Regions from separate parts of the Gossypium hirsutum genome. Here region 2 is linked to region 1. The links are chromatin contacts, called in public Hi-C maps. All regions are on one chromosome and are shown on one strand. The core of a region is the stretch at or near the end of the contact, and the rest is flanking DNA. Distances in the headings are between cores, read along the strand shown.

Region 1 (3,152 bases), core at 235-2,734:
ATAATTATTTTAATATTTACTATAAATATATTTTAAAATAAATATATAAATAAAAGTTAATTATAAATAAGTAGATACATGAACTTTATGTAATGTAATTGTTTATTAATAAAATTTTTGTTTTAATATAAATAAAAATTTAATATATATTATTTAATATGGAATAATTATTTATTTTACATATATAATTTAATTTAATTTAATTTAATTTAATTTAATTTAATGTAATATCTTTAATAGTCATTTTTTATTTTCATCTCACCACTACAGTTGTGTTTGAATCCAAACACATACCCCACCGCTATTTCTAATCTCACCGTTACAGTATCCAATCTCACCGCCATAGTAAATAATCTCACCGCTACCACTATTTTGAATCTCACCAGAAGTAAACGCACCGCCCATCCAAATTAAGCCTTAGTTTGGATGGACGGTGTGTTTACCTCCGGTAAGGTTAAAAACAGCGGTGGCGGTGAGATTAGTTACTGTAGCGGTGAGATTGGATACTGTAGCGGTGAGATTAGAAACAGCGGTAGAGTGTGTGTTTGGATTCAAACGCAGCTGTAGCGGTAAGGTGAAAATGAAAAATGACTATTAAGGACATCATATTAGAATTGATATATAATAGAAGTTTTTAAATTATTTTACTTATATAAAATTATTAAAATATGTGAATTTATAAATTTATTTAATAAAATATTAAAATGTATCTTTTAATATTTTATTATAAATATTTTAATGAATTATATAATCAATTTAAATTATTTATTAGATAAAATGATAATAATTTTTAATTTTTAATTTTTATTATATAACCAATGTTTAAAACGAATGAAATCATCATATTTTCTTCCATATGCTCCATTCTTCCTTTGCCTTCTAAAAATTCTAAGTTCTGTTCTCCATTCTTGACAGTAGCTAAAAGCTTGAACTTCAAGCATTTTTCCTTCATATTTTACCCGGGTATAATACGTTGCTGCTGGTGCTCTGTTTGAAATTCTTACTTTACCCGGTTAAAGTGTGTTGAAACTCCAACATAGATAGCAGAATTTGCCCGCCAAATCTGAAAAAAATAACAGATTGATAAAGAAACTTTAAGGATAAAATGGTAAAATAATAAATGGAAGTTCAACCAGTGAGCTTATTGCTGCTGAAAGCTCCAGTTGATTTTTGGGATAGCAGTGTGGTGAGAATTGATTTTGGTTGCACTGAAACACTCAACCAAACATCTTCCCAGTGAGGTTGGAAGTCCAACTGCACCTCACTAGCTTTAAACGGTGAACCAAAAGAAGCCTAAACCTTATACTAGGCATTTTTGAGATCGAAAAAGAAATAGATAGTGAGGAGTGGGGACAAAATAGGTTAAAAACTCAAAAGGGCCGCTAAGCTAGTCTAATGTGTAAAACCCACATTGCACAGAGACGGGAAGCAAGGACTGACATCTCCTATAAAATAGAAGGGTCCCCAAAGACTATAGCCTGATACTTTAGGCACTGAACGGGATATGTTGAGTGGTCATTACTCGCAGGCTTTGCCAACACTTGGGCACTACCACTCCTATCTTTACCACCTGATCTCTACCTTGGAGGGAAAAAAGCACATCAATAATTCTAGTTTCGAAATTAAGTTTGTCATTCTTTTGGTAGGATACAAAGCAAATTGAGAAACTCTGCTGAGTTGTTTGTGGATTATTGAAATTATTTTCTGGAGAGCACTATTGGGTTACTATCTCCAAAACTACGAGATTTGAAGAGTTACTATTTGTAATTTTATTTATTTGTATTATTAAAAGTTAACGTAATTGATGGAATAGACACCATTTTTTAAGTATAAGATTAAAATATAATCTGACTCTTAATTAGACTTGTTAATAGGCCAGACCACCTAATGTGGGAGGGTTTGAGTAAAAATATAGGCTCGAAAAATGGATTTAGACAAAAAATAAGGTCTGTTTAAAAAACAGGCCGGTTCTTAGGTAAGACATTTTTAGCCCGGCTCGGCTTGAATTCACTAAATTCAATAAATTAATTTATTATTCAAATTATTCGAATTGTAAAATTTAACTCGACTCAAAACTGAAATTACTTATTTGAGTTGACTCGAACAACTCAATTCAATTAATTAGAAATTTGAATTTTTATTTTACTTTTTTGAATCAAATCAAATTTTGTTCACCTCTAACTCAAATTTGTTTGGATTGACTAATACCATACTGTTTCAATACGAAATTAAGTTTCATTTCGATTAAAATTAGATTTTACAAATATTAAAACGTGCTAATATCAATATATACTAATACCAAAACAAAAACAATATATCCACTTGTTAAGATGACTTGGGAAAAAAAATACCAATATACAATATATGGAAGGTATTATGTACACTCTAATGAATCTCACATATATTTAATAATAGAATGAGAAGAATGGGACTGTTAGGAATGAGACAAGAAGTGACATTCAAGTTGCGAGGTCTAAACCATCCATCACATCCAATATATTTGTTTTTGAATGCTTGCAACTCTTTCTTGCCCTATCAGGAGAGTTCCCAGCACTTCTACTTAATGCCCAAACTTTGATCCTTTTGTTTTTGCCTAAAGGAAATTCCTGACTTTTGCTGATTCCAGGAACCAATCTCCTCCCACTCACCTTGCTTAACAACTTCCTGTCTTGTTCTGACAGTTCAACCTTGCGGGGTTTAGTACCACTATTCAAGGATAGAAATTGCCGCTGCATCTTGGAGTGAAAAGGAGATCGAAATGTCTGAGGCTTGGACCCGTGATCTCTTTGTTTCACTAAGCTGATCAAATGATGAAGCAATGCCACCAATTCAAGGACGTATGCATCTGTTTTCGCTTTATCAGCATGATAAAGCGTCTGAAGGCCGGTGAGGGCAATATTTACCGCTGCGCTTCTTCCAAATTCATTGCTGTCAAACACCAGGAAACAGAATAAGTCCATTCACATGTGACAATATGCACACAGAGAGACAAAGAAAAGCCTTTCACTAACCCTGTGCTCGCCCATTCTCCAACCCATCCAAAACCTTGATGTGCTCTGTTGCAAAAAAAGAAGAAATATTACCTAGGAATTTTGGCTTAATTTCTCAAAAAAATTAAATCTAAACAAGCATAACATAACATACTTGGTTGT
Region 2 (3,152 bases), core at 295-2,794, 700 kb before region 1:
TTTTAATTATATTTTTATCATACAATATATATAAAAATTTGTTTTAAATGTTGTTATATAAAAATTTCAATCATAGAAGCTAATGAGTATTCTACCACAAAATTTTAAGATGAATTTGAAAGGTGCGAATGATTCTTATTTAATTTTAATTATTAGTATTTTGATTTTTTAAAGAAAATTTCTTCTATGTTTTAACTAATTCATGGTATTTTTGAAAGAAAAAAAAACCACTTAAGGTATTTATTTATTTATTTTATTATTATAAAAATTCATTATTTTGAAGCAATGTGATTTAAGTACAAAATACAATGAGAGTTTGCCAAGTTTCTCATTAATGAATCTTTTGTTTAGAACGATAAAACTAAGCTCTTTCTTTCACTTGGATAAAAACAAAAGGGGTTTTACAATTAGCAGTTTCACATATACTTCATCAAACAATAGCTAACAATGGAGACAGGTAAAAATATTTAAATTCGAAAAAAATAGGGATTAAATTGAAAAAATTAATAGTGAGTGATTAAAATAGAATCAAATATATTTTAAGTGATTATTATTATAATTTAATCTTAATTAAAATAATAGCAAATATTTACAAATTAAATTAAAATTTTATTATTAAAATAATAGTTTGAGAAAAAAGAGAGAGTTTAAATTATATTAAGATAATTTGAAAACTTATTGTTTAGACCTTCAATAAAAATATGCCACTTTATATTTTTAAAAGAATTTATAATTAATATGATATACTTTATAATATTAACTTAATTCTCCTTAATAATATCTTAATCTGATTAATTAACTAAAATTAATGTAAACAAATTTAAATAGTATTAACAAAGTAATAGTTATAGTAATGTAAAGTTTATGGGTTTGTTTTTTTTTTTACAACTAAATTTATGATTTATTGTATGGTGGGTTAACATTTAAACTTTAAGAAAATTATTACATCAAGAGGTTTATGATTTTGAGGTTTATGATATTTATATAGAAGTATATTCATTTTAAAGTTAAAAATTGTAATAATAGTTAATTTAATATTTGCGATGTATTGTATTATTTATATCCTCTAAAGATTTATGACGTGACATATTATTGTTGGATGTATAAAAAAGTACTATTCTAATTTTATTTATAAGATTTATTAACAAAATATAAAATAGTTTAATACATATAAAGAATTCAAAAATATTGCACGAATCTAAATATTTATCTAATTTCAGAACATCTAAATTAATAAAATTTAAATCATATGTAACTATTCCAATCTATCTAATGTCTAGCTAAGGTTGTGTTTTGAGAATTTAAAAGTTCATCTGTATCATATTATGAATATATTTTGAATTGAATATTATTTTTATTTAATTTTTAAATTTTTATAATGTAAAATAAATATTTCATATTTAAAATAGTCGAATTATTTTTAAAAATAATAATAAATAACTATATTTAAAAATTTAAAAATAATATCTTGAGATAGCTGCGTGGCATCCCCATGGTGATGCTATAATTAAAAGTTTGAAACCCTGTAGATGTGACCTTTACCCAATACCGCACCCTATCTTGATTGATTAAACCCTACAGAGAAATTATTCTTACATATCATTGCCTAGTGAAGTCAGGTGTGGGTTAAAGATTTTGGAAGTTTGTACTATCTTGAAATGACTGCCCCTGCTATCGTGTAGTCTACCATCTATCAATCGCCGCCCAACTCCCAAACTTCTCAACAAACACCATTACCTTTGCTTAAACAAGTAATCATGGGAATAATTACGTATCTTTATAGCTTTCACAGTACCTTTCCCTATCCCCTCAACTCAGCCAAAAGATTCTTCAATGCTAGGTAGGTCGATTTTGTCACCATTTTTGCTTTCGCTATTAACCCCGTGGGCTCAACAATGCCAATGGTGGGTCGATTTTGTTACCATATTAAGCTTACTTTACCATGTAGCAGTGCCGATGGAGAACCACAGACCAAACACACAGCTTCAGAGTTGACAGGCTTTGAGACATACAACTTCAGAACACCTTATACAAGAAAACGATGTTTTAAGCCAAGGCGATGAGGATAGAGTTAAGCTTCAAAAATCTATTTGAACCCAATAAATATTTTTTTAAATAATCGATTTGATTTGAATTTTATTTTTTATTTAATAGATAATTAATTTTATTTTTTATGATTTAAAAAATAAATATTTCATATTTAAATATAAAATTAATGTAAAATATTTTATATAAATATATATCTTTAAAAATTATAAAATTCATTATTTAGAAATATTTAATTGAAACCTTAATATCTAAAAGCCATAAAATAGCTTATTAGAATAAGGACATCTTTGGATGTCTGTTTTCTTTTAGTATGTTGCGATTGAGTGTTATTTCAACGTAATTGTGCTGGTAGAAGCTATTTGAATTATACAATATTAGTGCGTTGAACGCTACGCAACACCAATAGAAATGGAAGTTTTCACTGGTGAGAAAGTAAGTATGCTTTTACCCTTTTGTCTTTGTCATGTGCCTTTTTCTCTTTTTTATAATTTATAGATTTTTGGTAAAATATATCTCAGCTTATCTTTTATCCCAAACTCTTTTATATTTAAAATTTTAGTTTTATTAAATTTGAAAACAATGTTTCATTATAATAATATTGTTTGTTTTTTCATGATAATAAATAATATTTTTAAGTAGATTTTTATAATAATTAATTATATAATTAATTAAAATATTTATAATAAAATATCAGAAGATACATTTTAATATTTTATTAAATGAATTTAGAAATTCACATATTTTTAATAATTTCATAAAAGTAAAATAATTTAAAAATTTCTATCATATATCATTTATAATCTAATCTCCTTAATAGTCATTTTCTATTCTCATTATACCATTACAGCTACGTTTCGCTGTTTCTAATCTCACTGCTACAGTATCCAATCACACTACTACAGTAATTAATCTCATCGGAAGTAAACAAACCGCTCATCTAAACTAAGCCTAAGTTTAAAAATTAAAAATTAAAAATTAATATAAAATAAAAAATTTGACTGAACTGAAAGATATAAAAATATTCAACCAAAATAAATTAAACTCACCTCTACATGGCTATGTGACTTTCAAAATGAGTATTATTCTTTGGGAGAAGCACAATA

The links. Hi-C and Micro-C count contacts between places; a contact is called where the count stands out from the background.
Region 2: a Hi-C map of leaf shows a contact between it and region 1, with 2.5 times the contacts expected there. The contact joins two enhancer-like sites. A contact is called at or near these places in 9 of 34 Hi-C or Micro-C datasets (callus, leaf and petal).

What each region holds. Positions count from the first base shown.
Region 1 is chrA02:29,273,618-29,276,769 of Gossypium_hirsutum_v2.1, reverse strand. It overlaps the pseudogene LOC107950990. Among protein-coding and RNA genes, the nearest start is that of LOC107950989, 12 kb to the left of the region's middle. Within about 2 kb of position 1,484, at least 5 of the 9 cell types and tissues checked have an H3K27ac peak or open chromatin away from gene starts, as enhancers often do. A contact at or near this core is called in leaf, where this site is marked.
Region 2 is chrA02:29,975,818-29,978,969 of Gossypium_hirsutum_v2.1, reverse strand. No RefSeq gene overlaps it. Among protein-coding and RNA genes, the nearest start is that of LOC107951341, 9.6 kb to the left of the region's middle. Within about 2 kb of position 1,544, at least 1 of the 9 cell types and tissues checked has an H3K27ac peak or open chromatin away from gene starts, as enhancers often do. A contact at or near this core is called in leaf, where this site is marked.